Linked DNA regions of Mus musculus: region 2 is linked to region 1. A link is a contact called in public HiChIP or PLAC-seq data. All regions are on one chromosome and are shown on one strand. Each heading gives the region's core, a stretch centred on a gene start, on an enhancer-like site or on the middle of the called end of the contact. The rest is flanking DNA. Distances are from core to core; before and after follow the strand shown.

What was found. HiChIP or PLAC-seq counts read pairs in DNA pulled down with a chosen protein or histone mark.
Region 2: an H3K4me3 HiChIP or PLAC-seq map of bone marrow-derived macrophages shows a contact between it and region 1, with 2.7 times the contacts expected there. The contact joins the promoter of Timm23 here to the enhancer-like site in region 1. A contact is called at or near these places in 10 of 39 promoter capture datasets (the 3T3-L1 cell line, the C10 cell line, the HPC-7 cell line and 5 more), 33 of 484 Hi-C or Micro-C datasets (B cells, the C10 cell line, the C2C12 cell line and 22 more), 11 of 115 datasets of contacts at active chromatin or transcription factors (the HPC-7 cell line, the NIH/3T3 cell line, astrocytes and 7 more) and 2 of 9 other capture datasets (adipose tissue and liver).

What each region holds. Positions count from the first base shown.
Region 1 is chr14:31,781,850-31,787,958 of GRCm38.p6, forward strand. The region is part of intron 1 of Ankrd28 (ankyrin repeat domain 28); the gene reads right to left. Among named protein-coding and RNA genes, the nearest start is that of Ankrd28, 46 kb to the right of the region's middle. Within about 2 kb of position 4,017, at least 45 of the 459 cell types and tissues checked have an H3K27ac peak or open chromatin away from gene starts, as enhancers often do. A contact at or near this core is called in the C2C12 cell line, the NIH/3T3 cell line, bone marrow-derived macrophages and 4 more, where this site is marked.
Region 2 is chr14:32,200,413-32,206,368 of GRCm38.p6, forward strand. It overlaps Timm23 (translocase of inner mitochondrial membrane 23), which reads right to left and starts at 1,479. Exons shown (of 7, transcript NM_016897.3): 1 at 1,231-1,479. The coding sequence starts at 1,336. Parg (poly (ADP-ribose) glycohydrolase) reads left to right here and starts at 1,559. Exons shown (of 18, transcript NM_011960.3): 1 at 1,559-2,053. The coding sequence starts at 1,834.

The DNA of each region.
Region 1 (6,109 bases), core at 2,767-5,266:
TGCGCTTTTAACATTTTCCACTAAAAGCCACAAGGAAATCTGGTGCACTGCCTCTGCTGACTAACACTGGTTTTAGCAAGTAAACAATTCCAAACAGCTTAACTGCTTTTGTATGCGGCAGTATAGCAAATGTTTAGCTCCATGACAGCAGCTGCAGTAAGACTGCCTGTAGTGAACTCATAAAAGAGATCTCAAGAGAACAGGAAATATTCTCTAAGACTAAACACCGCAACACTATAGTTAGGTGGGCTACTCTTGTTTTTCTCCAAGACCTTTCTCTTCTTCTACCCCTCCCTCCTCCCTCTCTCTTCCTTTGGATGTGTGTTATTTTCTAGAATGAAAAGAGGCTTAAAGAAAACAAATGTAAGGCTTGCTATATCTTCTAAGTTAAAGAAATCAATCATTTATTGATTCATATTTTCTTAAAGAAAAAATTTAAACTTCATAAAGGAAGAAATCTTAGTGTTAAAATGTTATGAATCATTTGAAATTTCCCTGAAGAAATTAAATATTTTTATATCTGAGTATATTCTAACGCCTTAAGAACCCATTAAGCAGCTGCATAAAACAACTGCTTATAAAGTTCTTGTCCTGAATTACCAACATGTCAAAAAAAAAAAAAAAAGCTCAGAATCTTACAAAGAAAACAAACAACTCCTCCTTCCTGATCAAATGAATTTCCAAAAGCTACAATTAAGTGTGGAAACCAACCATTTGGGGGCTGGCGCTGGAGCACTTGTCTGGTGTGCACCAGGCCATGGGTTTAATCCTAACACTGCAAACAAATCCACCCAGATCATTTTGGAATTGACTTTCACTACCTTTCCCACTTTGCCCAGACTAAGAATATATTTACCAGGGTTGGGGGGAATCCCCCTCCCCCCAGAGAAGGAGAAAGGGGAATGAGGGAAGGATTGTGGGAAGGGTTGACTGGGAGGGGGCAGTGAGCAGGATGTAAAGTAAATACATTTTAAAAAATTAAATAAATAAAAGAATATTTCCCAATTACAAAGAAATATTTGCCTCACCTTGATCATCCTGTACTCTTGTGAGTGACTTTATGCTATTGTTGAGTACTTAAGAGATCCTGGCTGCTATACACTCTCACTTTAAATATCCTACAGTCTTGTTTTATACCAGAGAAAAGAATCCAGAAATTTAGTATTTTGTCTGGTCATCTGCCAAAAACATACACTTCTATCACCACTAAGATTTCTAACTTTAATTCTATGTTGTAAAAATGATGATTAAAGAAAACCTATAACTAGACTGTTGAAAGTTTAGGTAACAAGAGAGTATTATTATCTATTTGTGAATAAGCTTTTTCTGTTGTTTTGTTTTTGGAGACAGGGTTTCTTCATGTATTCCTGGCAGTCCTGGAACTTGATTTATATAGGCCAGGCTGCCCTGGGAACTCAGAGGTTCACCTGCCATCTGAGAGTTTGAGATTAAAGGCATTCACCACCAAGCCAGTGTGAATAAGTTATTTTTGAATGAGCATTTCAATGCTATTCTTTGTTTAAGCCAATTTACTTATTAAATCACAAAGAAAAAAAAAAACACAATATAGGCAAGAATGCCAGAAATTATAAAAATAAATTACTAAAAATCATAAAACATTCATCTAAGGAAGAAATAACACAGTTTCTTGCTATGTTGCTCAGGTTGACCTAGAACTTTTGCAGGGAATGGATCTGCTTGCTTCAACCTCCCTAATAGATGGAACTCTAGCTACATGCCACCATGTCTGCTTCTACTGGTTACTTTAAAATACAGAAAATGTTTTTAAGATAAGTATGCAAATACTGTAACATATAAATGATGTTATCCATCTCCATAGAGTTGTACCGAATATATCATCCTAATACTTGAAACAAAAATGAAATTATAGTACTATTCTGTTGTCCATTTTCAGGGTTTTTCTCCAAAATAGGACCTCTTTTTATAGGAGTAATTTTCACTTGTTCCAAAGTCTCTAGTGTGTAAATTCATCTACTTGGACTAAAGAAGTCACAACTTATTTATTTATTTATTTATTTATTTATGGTCTGAGCCTAACTTCTATACTTACATTTTCCCAATCATTCTTTACATAAAATTTATTCTATAAAAAAATTTAAAGTTTAACTTAAAGCACCCATCTCAGCATCTACACCCATGATTGGAAAAAGAAGTACTGACACATCAGTAGAAAATTTCATAAAGGATGGCAAGACCTGGACAATTCTACTAAAAGTCTAATATACTGTAGTCACCTAAAAATATACATAAAACCACCCTGAACAAGATTATTTATTTTAAAAACATGTACCAAAAAATACCATAGCACTAACTGAACAAATAGTGTCATATTTTCTCTATGTGTAATATGTCAAATACTTAGAAAATACGTGCCAGGCGTGGTGGTGCACGCCTTTAATCCCAGCACTCGGGAGGCAGAGGCAGGCAGATTTCTGAGTTCGAGGCCAGCCTGGTCTACAGAGTGAGTTCCAGGACAGCCAGGGCTACACAGAGAAACCCTGTCTCAAACAAACAAACAAAAAAACGATAGGCAAAACTGGTAAAATTTAAATTGTCTAAAACAAGATGAAGAGACCCAGTCAGACATTACGCGGAGTCTAAATGGAAGGTCTGTACCAAATCCTTCTGAAACTCAGAGCTCAGAGAATTCTTCGGAAGAGGAAGCAGAAAGATTATAAAAGTCAGAGGGGATGGAGGACACCAGGAGAACAAGGCGCCCTGAACCAACCAGGCACATACGAGCTCACAGAGACTGAACTGAAGCAGCAAGCACAGGGCCTGCAAGGGTCTGCACCAGGTCCTCTGTGCGTAAATTGTAGCTATTGGCTTAGTATTTTCATGGGACTCCTGCTTATGAGAACTCTGACTCTCGTGCCCACCCTTGGGGCTCTTCTTCCTGATGGGTTGCTGTGTCCAACTCTGATATGGTTGGTTTTTGCTTCATCATGTTTTATTTTATTTTGTCATGTTTAGTTGTTATCTCTTAGAAGACTTTTCTTTTCTAATGAGAAACAGAAACCAAGTGGATCCAGGGGATAGAGGAGGGAATCAGCCTGGAGTAGAGCTACACCTTGTCCAAAACCAAAGCAATAACCTACAAACACAACAAATGCTAGGAATGTTAGGACACGGCACCCTTATATACTGCGTATGTATGGTAATGTAAATTAATCCAGCCACTATGGAAATCAACAGAGAGGTTCCTCAGGAAATTAAAAATAGAACTGTATGACCCGTCTACATCACTCAGCAGTATATACCCAAAGAAGTCAAAGTCAGCATATAACAGAGACACTACATATCTATCACTATCACAGTCCAGTGATAGCAGCAGCCAAGCTACAGAATGAGCTCAGGGGCCCCGTTCAACAGGTGAAAGGGGTATTAACTGATGAATTATGATCACGAGGGTGCAGAAAGGAGGATGGTTTTCATAGGGTAGGTTAACAGGAAACATTTGAAAATGAAATTGTCATTGCATGTGACCAAAAAAATTAAAGAGTAATTTTCCTATTTCCTATTTGTAAATATATTGTTTTCATATACTTGACGTTTTTCTTGTGACATTTATACAATGCTTTGTTTCAATCTGTTTTCTCCTGCTTTAAAAAAAGAAAAAAACAAAAAACAAAAACAAAACTCTAGAACCCTCCATTATCGGTGTGTTGTGAATCATTTAAATTGGTGGGAAAATTAACCCTGGAAGAAAATGACAAGGCTTGACTTTTCTATGTAATATGTGGCTTGCTACTTGTTGCCTACTTAGCTAACCACCACTGACCCTTCCTTCTTACAGACTACCTTTAGTTTTGTTTGGATGCCATTTCTATATTCCACATGACTTGGAGAAATCTTGAATAGTGTAAGGTGATCATGGTAATTCTATTCTACCTAGTAAGTGACTCATTTGGGAAATGACATGCTCTGAGCCAGCTTGCTCTGTCACATGCAAAGGAAAGTCATCTGTAGTGTTTCTAGGAAAGTCTCTCTTTTTTTAACCTAAAAAGGGAGAGATAGAGGGAAATGTCCCCTCCTACTGGACAACAGCATATTTGATAATGATGTTGTGAAATGTGCTGAGTATCTTATGGCTGGAGTTATCCTAGAGTCCATACTAAGTCTGACTGAGAGAAAAGCAGAAAGGAGAAAGTGAGCCACTTCCTATGGTCACAGCAGTAACTAAAGCACTCAACCTTTTACAGCATAGTATTTCAATTACTGCTACTGTGATAAGACCCTTTACTATTTAATCCAGCTTCTACTTTAAATATAAAGTATTTTCAGTTTAAAATAGCCCTAATATTAAAGAACAAATAATATCCTATTATAAATAAAAGGGCCATTAAAATATAACAATTAACCTTATATTGTCTTAAAAGCGTTTAGGTATGCCTGTGATGCTGGATATTAGGAATATGTCAAGAAAACAATAAAAATTCCAGAATGATTGTTGGCTAAGAATGAACTTGTCATAGACTCTAATAAGATATCTTCTTTGTTTTTAAGAAGTTTGAAACAAGCTATAATTAATGGAATTAACAGTTATAAGCATGGCTTTTTATAAGGTTATTAAAGCCATAAAAATGTATTAAAAAGACTTCACATCACAAACACACCAGAAAAATACTTTCGTTCTTTTAACCATAAATTTGTTATGTAGAACTACAGCATTATTTGATAAAAGGAACTAAAGAATAAGAAAAATGTCCTAAACTATCTGAGTCATTACTTGAATTTTAAAATAGTGTTCAGTATGTCTCCACCCTGTTACAGCTCAAAAAGACATGAATCATTTTCTTTAGTATTTTCCAAATGATACTTTAGGACGGAAGTGATATATACAGTTTCAATTTGTGTGTGGAATAACTAGCATACACATAAGCTACGACCTTTCTGTACTAAAGGAAATTCTTTGGGTATTTTGTGTAATTATTGCTTTAAAAAGCAAACACCGGGTAACCATAGCAACTTGTTTTTGAATTGCAAACTGTTCTTCTCAACTTTTGCAGTACAGTAACGTGATACTACATTTACCCAGGTATTTTCAAATCACAGAAAACAGCATGAATTGTAAATAATCCTTCTTTAGCCTTTTTAAAGAATTTAATGTTTATGTGTGAGACTTGCATGTATGTGTATACCATGTGAGTGCCTGTTGCTCATGGAAGCCAGAAAAAGGACATGGGGTCCCCTGGAAATGGAGTCACGGGCAGCTGTGAGCTGTCATGTGGATGATTGGCACTTAACCCAGCTCTGCTGTAAGCGTGCTAAGTCTCTGACTCAATGAGCCATCTCTTCAGTGTTTAGTTGTTTTTAGCAGGCAGAATTTAGCCTGTTTAGAATAACCTCAACTCAGCTGGGTATTATGGTACATGTCTATTATCCCACTCAAGAGGCAGAAGCAGGAAGAAAATGAACAAGGCCAGCCTGGGCTACACAGCAAGACAGCAGAACAAAACACAACAACAACAAAAGCTAGTAACAAAAGTGAGATTTGAGAGTAACACTATATTAAGGAAATAAAAGACCCTCTAATTCAAACTGGCTTCAAGTAGCTTGGCTTACTTTCAACCTACTTCTTAAGACATGAAGAAATAAATTTACTTTTCAAATATAGTAGTAGTATGTGTGTATTAGAACAGTTTTCCCTTTCATTTCCTTTACTTTTGGCATATTAGGTATTTTCTAAAAGACTCTACTTGCTGTTTAACCTTATTAAAATTTTTTTGTTTATATTCTAATAAAGGCAGATTTTTTCAAAGTGTTCATTCAGATTCTGAATAAGTTCTTATGCATAACTCTTCAATCTGTACTACCCTAAAAAGGGCATTTTTACCTTCTGATGTTAAAACAGAAAACTCACTGTTTTCCTAAGCTCATGCTTCTCAAGGTCTTCTCTATTGTTGGCTATTGCTTCTTTCCCATTCAGTGTTATCTCCAGAATACCTGCTTGTGTGTTGAGAGGAAAGATGGGCAAAGACAGCATTCTTTTAGTCCTTCCCTTTGGTCTGCAAATGTTACCAATATACTTGCCTATATCATATGCCATCTAATTGGGTGATCTTTCTATTTCTTGTTGTTCTACCTG
Region 2 (5,956 bases), core at 229-2,728, 420 kb after region 1:
TGTGTAGCCCTGGCTGTTCTGGAGCTCACTTTGTAGGCCAGGCTGGCCTCGAACTCAGAAATCCGCCTGCCTCTGCCTCTCGAGTGCTGGGATTAAAGGCGTGTGCCACCACGCCCGGCTTGCCTCTCAACTCTTACAATCAATCTTGTATCAGTTCATTCCCTTGCAACTCTAAAGACAAACTGACCCAATAGCTTCTCAAGAAACACAGCAGGTTTGTTCTGTCTCTCAAGCACTTGTTGCTAAATTCAGGTCACAGCTCTAACTTCAACTCCCAAGCTGTTTTCTCTAACCTGTTCTCCAACAACCTTCACGGCCCATCACCACCACCACCATCTCAGGGTCCTATTTCAATTGCCATGTCATCTATCACTAACTTCTGTGTCCTCACGTTACTCTCCTCAGTAGTATGTGTACTCTCTCACCTTAAGTAGTGCCCTTCATGTTATGCAACTGAGATATCCTAAGATACACATAAATTGTGTCCTGGACTCAAGTTTTGACAGCAGACATTAGGGTTATCAAACGGCTTTCTGAATGTTTTTAAGTGTAAAGGTTTTACTTAGAGGATTAGCAAGAAGAAACACTTTAGTAAAGTGTTATTAAACATTAACTCCCAAGCTCTACTTATCCAGTCGAATATCCATAATTACAAAACATTAAAAGCCTGAAAGACATACTTAGGTGATTGAGAAGGGCCAACAGGCTGGGAATTCATGCCTCTGCATCTTTGAATTTGCTTATATCGCTTTCAGAATTTGGCTCTTTTTTCTTGTTTAAAAATCTCTTAAAAGTTTCGTTTGCTTCCCCAGCTCCTTCTGATTTCCTGAATTGTCTCTCACACGCACAAAGAACGAAAAATGTTTTCGCCTAACTGGTTTAGAAATATTTAAAAGCCGTGTGAAAAAAAATTAATAGCGCGCTTGTTATTTGGAATGTTTATTTCTAGAACTAGGGTCTCCTAACAGGGCCAAGCATACAGAAAAGCGTGTGACGAGAAAAGACGGGACGGGGCACTAAAGAGGAGGACATTTTGTGTTTCCTCTCGAAACTAGGTCACTAAAAGAGCTTCCCGGGGATTTACGATCCCCCAAATTCGTTCAGCCTTGAAACCCAATCACCGGCGGTGAATCTCGTAAAGGCGAGCAGGAAAAGGGACAGGAACGTTACACATTTCTAGCTGTCCCAGGAAGGAGTCAGAAAGGGGAGCAGGCGAGGCCCGATACTCACGCGGGACGCCGGCCAAATCAGCGTTCGAGTAACCCGCTCCTCCGGCTCCGAAGAAGCCAGCTAACCCGCTGGTGGATTTGTTGCTACTTCCTCCGCCACCTTCCATGAGGTCGCAGCAAACGGCGGTGGGCTCGCCACCACCACCTCAGGCCGGGGACGTATGCTCGGCCGTGGCCGCGACAAGCAACAGCGGGAAGACCCGCGTTGCTCCTGCCACCTTCACCACGCTGACCTTCCGGGCGCCGGCTCCCGTGAAGTATCGCACTTCCGCTTTACGGCTGTGTGCGGCCCGGAAGTGGGAAGCGCGAGACGGCTGCTTTCCGGTGGTGGGAAAGTGAGCCTGGAGCCGGAGCCCGATCTCGAGCCGAGTGGAAGCGGCGCGTCCCGGGGCTGGTGGGCTCCCTGCTGCCGAGCGGAGGCAAGCGGCTGCGCAGCGAGGGTCTCGCTCGAAGGCCCGAGGAGTGGCAGCCTCCAGGCGGGCCGCTGCGGAGAGGGAATGGTGCGCGGCGCGCCGAGAAGGAGGCGCAGTCCGTCCCTGTCCGGGTTAGTGAATGAGGCTCTCCGCCCGGGCCGGCCCGGGGACTGTGTGCTGCGGGTCCCAGCATGAGTGCGGGCCCCGGCTGGGAGCCCTGCACGAAGCGGCCCCGCTGGGGCGCCGCTGGAACTTCTGCGCCGACTGCCTCGGACTCCCGGAGCTTCCCTGGCAGGCAGAGGCGTGTTCTCGACCCCAAGGACGCTCCCGTCCAGTTCAGGGTCCCTCCGTCCTCGCCAGCCTGCGTCTCGGGGCGGGCGGGACCGCACAGAGGCAACGCCACCTCGTTTGGTACGTGGGAAAAAAAAAATCTTTGTCCTTGTTTCAGTGTGAGGACCAGGAGACTCCAGTCACTCCTAACTGATCTTGTTTCCACCACTCTGATGACCCCGATGTTCAATCACTAGATGCCACTCCAATGAGAGGCGCTACAGTTTTACTAGTGGCATGTGTGTTGTGGAAAACTTTGTTGGACAGGTAGTTACCGGACCTCCCCGGGATACTTTCCTCAGCTTGGATAGAGAATTTGCCCTGTTAAGGAAGTCTAGTTGTGTATGTGAAGCAGAAGGGCGCTTCAGTCTCCAAAAATCGTAAAGAAAGTTGTTGCAGTAGACTCAGTGAGAGCTGACTTCCAGAGTGCAGAGCTGTTAGCCTTAGCTTGCTGGATTGTATTTGTCCCTGGCACACGATGTTGAACACGAGGAACTTGGTCTCTTCTTTCGTACCTTGAAATCTGTGAGGAGAGAGAAACAATAGCACAAGTCAAATACCTGTAACAGAGAGTAATGGATGTTGTTGTTCATGAAGGAGCCATTGTTTTGGTAGGAATTAAGTATACTTAAGTTAGTTATGGTAGTCCAGAAGGTTTGGTACTTACTGTGAGTACTGGAGAAGAAAGTAAAGAGGTACTTCAGATATGCAGTGGGTGCGCAGAATCAACGGTGGAATGGTGAGAGATGGGCTGCAGAGAATTAGGACAGTGATCCTACTCTGCTGAGTAAGTGTGGACAGTACTAAGGATCTTGAATTTTACATTTTCAGGGCAGTGAGAGGCTATTAAAGAGTGTTCAGTTGTGTGAAGGGGCGGGGTAAGGCAAGGACTTGGTTAGTCTTGTTTTCTTGAACTGTCTGTATATGTTTGGTGTATGGAAAATGGAAAAGAAAACCTGGTTGAAATCTCAGGACTAAAGGAGTTGGTCTAGATGGGGGATGCTTTACACTTAGACCCTGCTGCAGGCAGCAGTGAACAGAAGTGGATGCGTACTGGAGGGAATGCCGTGTCCTGTCCTTTTGTAGCTCAGAAGAAATACACCTATGCTTGAGAAATGGAGTTCTTGGTGTTAAAGTATAATGGACTCTGTAAGTGTGGTTTAGCATACAATGGTTAGTATTGACAGTAAAGCAGCCAAGGATAGAGCCTTTAGGAACACCTGCCTTTTAGGAGAGGCCTGAGAGAAATGGTCAGTGAGGATGAGAAAAGTCTACTGTTCTTTACGCAGAGTGAAGAACATTGCTGAAAGCATGCATTGGTGAGCAGTGTAAGAGCTGGGCAGACACCAGGGCAGAGTGGACTCTTGTCTTTCTTGGGAACACTAAGAAGCAGACTTGAAGTAGGTGTTTTGTTGTTCTTGTTTGTTTGTTTTGAAACAAGGACTCATTGTGTAGTCCCATTTGGTCTGGACCTCAGACCTGCCTCCTAAACACAAAAACCAAAGGGACTTAATCAGGTGCATCCCTGCCTCTGGCCTGATACGAGTCTTGAAATAATAGGATGTCCAGTATAAATGAAAGAGGTAGGTATAATATAGCTAGAAGGAACAGCGTACCTAAATGCTGTTGGAGCTGGAACATGGGGATGCAGAAGGCTCAGGTGAGCTTTGCTCTGGATGAACTTAAGTGCCATTTAAAGGAATTAGACTTTATTCTTATTTATTGGGCCTCTGGACGCTTTTAAACAAAGTAAAAGAATGCCATTTGGTTAATGTTTTAGAAGGATCGGTTAAGCAATAGCTTTTGGGCTTTTAAAACTTCAGGCCACTGTATATTTTTCTGGTAAGCAGTAATAGCTGTAATTTTGTTCGAAAAATGTGACATATTTATGATTGAAATATTTCATGAAATAACATCCTTATTATGTGTAATGTGTGTAATAGATTCTTATATTTTCTATTGTTCCATTTAATAAATGCTTGTTATTTTTAGTTTGTAAAACTTTGGGTTAAAGAAAGTTCATACTGTAAACAGAGGGACTAGTTTCAGGAACTATAGAACCGGTGAACAGAAACTAAGCCATTGTTGCAAATCTTAGAATTCTTTCTGGAACTTGGTATTTAAGTTTTTTACATATAGGTATCCTAGAAGTGGGTGGAGTAGAGAAAGCCTATTCAGTATCTTTTTATGGATATATCTCATACATTGATTGACATCTCTGCTTAGGCAGAACTCAGCATGCTTTTCATATCTCTGGTGGCAAATGACTTAACCAGTTGGGTTGCTATAGGAGACTTTCTGGAAGTGAGGTGCTCCTTGAAAATGCAGGTGGATTTTACTGTATTTTATGTCCTTTGTGTCAATTTTTAACTATATGGATCACCTCATTGTACCACAGTGGATGGAAATAAGTGTGAATGATGTGCACGGAGAGTAAATCAGAATCATCAGAATCAGGTCAGTTATAAAAGAGATTGGATTTAAGTGTTAGGAAAGAATGTATTTACTGAATAATTCTTTTGTAGCCTGGATACAATGTTTTCTATTATTTTTGTATTTTTTTTGAAGATTTATTTATTTATTTTATGTGAGTACACTGTTGCTCTCTTCAGACACACCAGAAGAGGGCGTCAGATTCCATTACAGATGGTTGTGAGCCACCATGTGGTTGCTGGGAATTGAACTCGGGACCTCTGAAAGAGCAGTCAGTGCTCTTAACCACTGAGCCATTTCTCCAGCTCCTTATTTTTGTATTCTTACTAGTACATGTACTCCTCAGTAGTAGAGAACTGCATTCTTAGGTAAGGAAACAAACTCAAATAACTTGACCATAATAAGGCTGATAACTAGATAGAGAGGTCTCAGTCCAGAACTGAAAGGGCTCACCTGTGTTGTCCTAGTTAGGATTACTGTTTTGTTTGTTTGTTTGTTTCCAAGACAGGGTTTCTCTGTGTAGCCCTGGCTGTCCTGGAACTCACTGTGTAGACCAGGCTGGCCTTGAACTCAAAAATCCGCCTGCCTCTGCCTCCCGAATGCTGGGATTAAAGGTGTGTGCCACCACCGCCCGGCCTGGGTTCCTGTTGCTGCGATGAAACACCAAGATAAAAATTGGCTGCGGGCTTGCTTATCGTTTCAGAGTCTTAGCCGTTATTATTATGTCCAGGGCATGGCACTGGAGCGTTAGCTGAGAGTCTCTGCCTGATCACAGGCAGCTGGAGACTCTGAGCCTGATGTACGTCTTTGAAACCTCAAAGCCAACCTCCAGTTATACACTTACTTCAGCAGTACCAGAGGCCACACCCCCTAATCCTTTTCAAATAGATCCACTCCCTGATGATGAGCATTCAATACATGAGACGTTGGTGACCATTTTGATGCAAACCACCACAAAGAGCCTAGCCATTGCAGCCTCATCTAATCTTAATATTGCAGAAGAAGTTTTAAATTCTGATCCAAAAAATAGTGTTTTGGCAGTTTGAAATTTGAGGATTTTCTGACTGTGCTTTTGTATACTTGATTTAGGGTTAGAATCACATACTTGGAATGCTTGGGGTAAGAGATGATTCAGGTTTTGGAATTTTTCAGATTTTGGAACTTTGCATAGACCAAACTGGTTAAACACCTCTAATCTGAAATTTTTAAAATCTGAAATGATTCAAATTAGCACTAGGGCTCACAAAATTGAATTTTGAGCATTGGATCTATCTAATAGAATTAAATAGAAAAGATAGAACTATAGAAAAAATTTCATCACCTAACCCTTTATCCTCGGACGACTGATAGTTTATTTGAAGTCTAATTTGTAGGAGACATAAAAAAAAAAAATCACAGAGTGGTACTTAAGAAAAATCTATGCAAATTACTTTTTGTAATGGAAATCATTTAAAGAATACTAATCACTTTTTTTTTTTTTTAGTTTTACTGTTTTATTCAAAGTATATGATACTTCAATACTTTTGTGGAAGATAGAAATTATCTGAAACT